2 separate regions of the Anser cygnoides genome follow, and region 2 is linked to region 1. Evidence: chromatin contacts called from public Hi-C data. All regions are on one chromosome and are shown on one strand. Each heading gives the region's core, a stretch centred on a gene start, on an enhancer-like site or on the middle of the called end of the contact. The rest is flanking DNA. Distances are from core to core; before and after follow the strand shown. Region 1 overlaps SECISBP2L (SECIS binding protein 2 like). Region 2 holds the start of COPS2 (COP9 signalosome subunit 2).

Region 1 (3,234 bases), core at 666-3,165:
TCACAGTTATTGCTCATTCCCAGCTTATCAAAAAAGGAAGCACTAAAAACATTTTCCTTAACTCATTTTCAGTTTGCTCCTCTACGGGTGATCTGCCACATTTTTTAAAAAAGAGACTAGTTCCTCATTTGCTGGCAAACAGAGACATTAGAAGTGCTGTATCATCTTCAAGAGCTCTATTAAACCTGTAGCAAAATCATTTTTTTTTTTTAATAAATGTCAAAAAACCTTAAAATGACAGTCCAAGTTCAGAAAAGACATACAAAAAGATGCGTCTGATGCTAATACTTCAAGATCAAAAGTTATTTGAATCACTGGCACTGAAAAAGCAAATGGAAAAGTTACAAGCTTTTTTTTTTTTGATGTTCCAGTAAAGTTTTGTCCTCAGTGTATACACTGATCTCAGCGAATGTTAAGACATGCTTACACATCCAAGGGCAAGTTTTGCTTGTCAGCAGTTCAAACACCTATCATTTCCTAAAGCAAAAACTATTTCCAAACACACGGACAGTAGAAGTCTGCCATATGTACAGTAAAAGGTTTAACAATCAGGAGGCATCGATCCTTAGTCTTTGTTTTCCTACAAAACGCCTGTTCTAATATCTAGGAAGAGTACATTAAAGAACTAAGAACGTGACAGGACAGCCAGTTGTCCTAGCAGCTCTCTACACTGCTTATCTACATAGTCTTTGCTATGCCTTTATCTATCAAAACACTATTTACATAACACACGCAGTTTCTACTATTGTCATTAGCATCCAAAAAACCCAGGGCTAGATGATTTCTAAACCTGGAGTCTTATTTTCCCAGTGCAACCTAAAATGCCAGCATTGCTAATACTATAAGCGCTGGTCCCATGTTAATAAGTGTGGACTAAATATCTAACTAAGCTATCGATTTCTTGTGTTTTTCTTTCAGCCAACCCAAAGTATTTAAATGCATTTTGATACAAGTGATCAAGAGAAATGAAGTGGAATTAAAACACACGTTTGCTATAAAAGTGTATTTGTGTGAGTTACCCTTTGGCTCTTGTAGTGAAGCTCCTGCTGCTGGCAGTTTCAGTACATTTCTCACCAATATAAGACAAGGATGGAAAACAGATTCCTTGCATGCAAGGTTTAAATATACACTCAATCTGAAATCTGAAATCAATTAACCATCAGTTAACAGATTTTACTTCATATTCAGAATAAAATTAAGGAACAAGTCTGTAGCAACATGTATGTTTCAAGAGCGTGGGGGTCATTCCTTTTACCTCAGGACCACTGCAATACCTCCCCAAACTACAGGGCACTTCCCCCTTTCCTGGACAAACTACTTCCTTTTCTACTCTCGAGGTCAACTCCTAAGGCTGCTACAACTGAGAACAGACAAAAAGAGGTCACATTTTGAATAGAAATTGTTAAGATCCATCCTGAACTCAACATGAAGGTGACCAGGACCAAAGCATGCAGATGAACTTATCAAGAAATTGAGCCACTGTGTCATTTGCACTTGCTGTTAAATAATTACTCTTCCTTTTTGCAATGTTATAGATTACAATATGCAAAAAACAGCATTCCTGAGGTAAGTGACAGCAGAAAAAGGAAGTCATCAGTTTACTAAAAGTCCTGGATAGGGATTATGGTTAATGATTCACTTAGTGTGGTTTGGCAGGCAGCAACTGTGGAGAGCATGGGGAATTTGTTTTCTTTTCCTGCTTTTATGTAATATTTCCACTTTGTAAACAGACTAATAACAACAATAAATACGTAATACCCCTGGTATAGCTTATTGTAACAACTGCAACCATCTCAACTATCAGCAGCTTAAAAAAGCTGCATCTATCTTAGCATAAGAACCATGTACAGATTTCTCTATTTACTCTTCATGAAGACTGCAAACAGGGTTTTCCAGCTTTTTTTTTTTTTAAATGAAGATAACCAACACCTTACTTCTATTTCTAGACAGAACTAGAATAATCACAGCCAAATACATTGACATGCCTGGCATAACACCAATGTGAAGTGCTGGTAACTTGTCAGTCTTAAAATGTATGTTATCTGTTTGAAAATGAGCTAAATGGTCACATAAAATAATTTTGCTTAAAACTGGTCAGTTATAAAGTGTTTCCTTTTACAAAAGATTGAATGAATACTCACTGACAGATTTTCCACACAGTTTCTATTCTGGGAAATAGATACTGATTAAAAGCTAAGCTAGTTTTTAAATCAACCAAGTAATGGACAGCTACAAAAATATTGTGAATTAAATACACATTAAATGTTTAACAGTGCAAAACGTTGAGATGAAGCGTATGAAATAATGGCTGCAACTTTTACAACAATTAGTTTTAATATAATTTCTAAAAAGTTCCTGAGTTCCTGCTGATTTTTATGGCATGTAGATGGAATCTGTGTGTTCTTTATTCAAAGAAGTACAGATGGTGGGCTTATGTTGAGTGTTACTTGCATGCTTGTCATTTGTCCATTCCTCACCATCAACGACTGGATCAACCTGCTCAGAAGTCTCTATTTCCTCCTCCTCACTTTGTTCTGCATTGTCTTCTTCCGCGCCACTAAGGGTCTTCCCAAGCTGAAGGGTCTCCATAGTTCTCTGGGTCTCTGAAACCCAGGATTCAATTCTGCTATTAAGCTGAACTTCAACAGAAATCGGTTCATGGGCATAATCCTCATCATCTTCCTCATCTTCCTCGTCCTCCTCTTCTAGCATTCCTGGCACAAGAGTACTGGTGGTACTGGTCATGGAGGAATTCAAAAGATCTTGGCAGCTGCCATCCAGTGATCCTGTCTCTGTACTCTGCTGTGAGGCCCATTCCAGATTGTCATCTGGTTTCACCTCCTCCTTCTCACCTGGTATGGATTTTCCGTGATTTGTTGCTGAGGTAGTGCTGGATGTAGCCAGTGGTGGTTGTTTATTAAGGGTAGATTTTTCAGTTTGACCATTACCAGCTTTTTCTGGTACTGCAGCCTTGGATGAGGATTCTCTCTCATTTTCAGAGGTTTCTAACCCATCAGATGTTTCTACCATATTTCTCCAGTTTGTTTCTACAAGTTTCAAAAGAAATTTAGGTAGGAAACAGATTAATTCTTTCTGTATAAAAATATTTCTCCTCAACATCCTCAAATTGTTTAAATAGCAGTTGAAGGTAAATCACTTTAATATTGTTCTACACTTGCTATAACAATTTGAACTAGAAAATGGGGGAAGAAGAGGAAGGGAGAGAGAGAAAAA
Region 2 (3,107 bases), core at 67-2,566, 54 kb after region 1:
GCAAGCAGCACTTACACTTTATTTTTACCTGCAAGAGCTCAGAGCAAAACCTGATGTGAAAACACACCTAGACACGCCACAGGAACCCCGAACCCTGCAACGCAGGTACCACAAGAGCAAAAACCTCGCTAACACCCGAAGCCCCAGCAGTTGAGCACGAGGACCGGGCTGCTGGGCCGTGTCCCCTCACTCCCCGCTCCCCTCCCCGCACTTTCCCTCCGTTCGCCGCCGCGGCCCGCAGGGGGCTGGCAGCTCCGTGCCCCGCGGGCAGCGAGCAGGGGCCGCAGCTGGCCGGGCCCGAAACCGGCCCGTTCGTCTGGGGAGGGGCGGCGGGAGCCCGGCGGGGCCTGCTCCGAGCGCAGCGCCCGCCCCCGGCAGCCGTGGGGCGGAGGAGGGCGCCCGGCGGCCCGGGGGGGCCCGGCCCAGGGCTGCGGCACCACGTGGCCGGCGCCGCGCCCCCCGCAGGCCGCCGCGGAGCCCCGCGCCCTACCAGGTCGTAGTCCTCCTCGTCGTCGCACATGAAATCATCCTCCATGTCAGACATCTTGGCCGCAGGATGGGCGGCGGGGGCCGGCTCAGGGAGGAGACGCCGGGGCCGGCCCCTTCTCCCACAACACCGCGCGGCACGGAAGCGCGCGGCCCCGGAACCCGCCGCCGCCCGCGCGCGGGGAGCCCGGAGCCCGATCGGCGCTGCACCGCCGCCGGGTTCCTGTCCCCGTCCGCCCCCCCCCCCCAGCGATCGGCCCTTAGCAAACGCGGCCCCCCCCCTGCGGCGCCGCCTCCTACCCGTACCGCACAGCGGGTCTGGGAGCCATGCCGCTTTGTGTCCCTGATGGGGAATTTGAAAAGTCCGGCCGCTGTGCTGCCGCAGCCCTACAGGCCTTAGCACGTCGTCCTGCCGTGTTCAGTGCCTCTGAGCACTTTCCTTGCGCTACCATTACCATATCCAAATATCACCCAACCACCCGCCCTAACAGGGTTTTTACCTGTGAAAAGCAGGGGCCCCGCAAGGTGCAGAGTCGCTGGCTTTCTAAAGACTTTAACAAAGTAATTGCTGCTGCCTTCAGGTGAATGAGGGGAAAAAGGCTGGACATGCAAGCGTTGCCCTCCCACACTGCGAGGCTGGTGGATCCTGCAAGCTCCTAGACAAGTTTGCAATATTTATTGTCTCCATTCTTTTCTGCGGGTCGTTTTATGTTACAGTTTTTGATCATTTTTTTCCTCTCCTGTGGCTACTTCTATTTCAATTCTGCCCCTGGGAAATTGCTTCAGAAAGGCATTAATCATAGAATGGAATATTACTATATTTTTCTTAGTCCAGGCATTTAAAACTTCCTGAGGTGATTATTAGCAGCCTTGAACAGCAAAATGGACAACAATGAGCTGGGCTTGTAAACACATTGGAAAAGCTCCAGCTCCTCAAAGTCACTGCTGCCATTAATCGTGAGGGATAATGGGATCTGTGAAGCTACTTGTTTGAGGGAAAGCAGCAAACCCACATGCCAGAAAACCCAAAGGAGAAAAATAATGCCGGGGGGAAGCACTGCTGATTGCCCTGCCATTGCATGACCGCGCTGCCTCAGTGCACCGTGCCGAGGGCAGCTCTGGCCTCAACACCCCGCACCGCGCTGGGGGCTGTTTTTGATCTTTGTTGCCAGCTAAATTCCGACAGGAACGAAGTAAAAGATCGCCTTCTGCACGCGTTGCAACAGCTTTTCAGCCACCTGCGGACCGCCTTGGGCCAGGAGCTGAGCGGCCCCGCCGCCGGGAGGGCTGCGGGGCGCCGACCCCCCGCGGCACCGGCCTGGGGGCTGCACGGAGGGGCCGGGACCGGGACCAGGACCGGAGCCGGAGCCGTGCCAGGGAGGAAGAGGAGGAGGAGGAGGAGGCCGTGCCGGCAGCCCCGCCACCCGGAAGGCTGGTGCCTGCCCGTCCCGTGACCGCGAGCCCGCCAAAGCCACCGCCCGCCTCCAGCAGGGGCCGGCGGGGGGGAGCCGCCATGGCGGGGGACGCCCCCAGCAGCCTCCCGGTGCAGTTGGTGGAGCAGCCCAGGTGGGTGCCTGCCTGGCTGGGTGAGTGGGGACGTGCCAGGGTGGCAGCACCCAGCCACCGCCCTGCAGCCGCCGTGGCAGCGGGGGGGGGTGGTGAGCAGGGGGGCTGGGGTGGGGGCGGGCCGGCCGTGTGAGGGACGGGTAGCCTGTGGGCGTCGTGGCCTGACCCGGCTCGGCTCGGCTCGGCTCCGACAGCAGGGGCCCCGTGGCCCCAGTGTGCCCCGGTCCCCCGCCGGCAAGCAGGGCGCGGCCCCCCGGTCCCCTCCCGAGGCAGCCGACGCAGCCCTGCTGCCCCTCGCCCAGTGCGGCGGGAGGAGGAATGGCGCCTTCAGTTCTCCCCCCGACGTTTTCTCTTCGCAGAGTTTTGGGGATATTCGGTTATCCTCTCGTCTTGTGGGCTGTAATGAATGGCCTTTGCGATTCGCTGGGACGACGTGTGCTCTTGCCCGCGGTGCTGCACCTGGTGTGTGGCAGTAGAACACGCGGACAGTTGAATGAGCCCTTTTACCCGTGTTAGCACTGGCAAGGGGCGTTTTCTAAATTTGTGATCCCCGCAGCAGAGTGCACTGTTTCAGTGTAAGTCACGTGGAAAGGACAAGCTCAGCTTTTCTAGATTTGGAGGTGAGAAGTTGCGAGGGATGCGTTTGCTTAACACTTCTGACAATCAGCTCTGATGTAGGTGCTTACATTGCAGCATGCGTGTTGAAACAAAAAGGCCAAAGCGTGTAAATAGCCTTTCATCAGTCTTGTTTGTAAAACCCACATTAAGAGATCAATCAGCACTTCGATAAACATGCCCCTATGACTGCTCTGTTTGTACTTAGTCTCTTGGTACTAGCACCACTATGAAATTATCTGTGAAACAAAGAAGCATTCTAAATACTGACAGAAAAAGGGCTAAAGTTAACATCTAAAACTCTGCTAACAGATTTATTTCACCATGGACTACAATATTATCATTAATGGGATCTAGGAAAGGGATTGTACAATGAAATGGCAGAAATTGCTTCTGCTAATTGGAAGAGTGATAAACTAGTCAATACTAGGGAAGATTGT

Evidence for each region. A called contact is a pair of places that touch in the nucleus more often than the background predicts.
Region 2: a contact with region 1 is called in a Hi-C map of liver, with 2.7 times the contacts expected there. The contact joins the promoter of COPS2 here to the enhancer-like site in region 1. A contact is called at or near these places in 2 of 7 Hi-C or Micro-C datasets (both in liver).

The regions. Positions count from the first base shown.
Region 1 is chr11:21,909,551-21,912,784 of Taihu_goose_T2T_genome, forward strand. SECISBP2L (SECIS binding protein 2 like) reads right to left here. Exons shown (of 18, transcript XM_048052322.2): 18 at 1-3,047. The coding sequence ends at 2,374. Among named protein-coding and RNA genes, the nearest start is that of SHC4, 8.5 kb to the left of the region's middle. Within about 2 kb of position 1,916, at least 1 of the 3 cell types and tissues checked has open chromatin away from gene starts, as enhancers often do. A contact at or near this core is called in liver, where this site is marked.
Region 2 is chr11:21,964,032-21,967,138 of Taihu_goose_T2T_genome, forward strand. It overlaps COPS2 (COP9 signalosome subunit 2), which reads right to left and starts at 1,317. Exons shown (of 13, transcript XM_048052327.2): 1 at 987-1,317. The coding sequence starts at 1,094. GALK2 (galactokinase 2) reads left to right here and starts at 1,860. Exons shown (of 9, transcript XM_048052336.2): 1 at 1,860-2,052. The coding sequence starts at 2,000.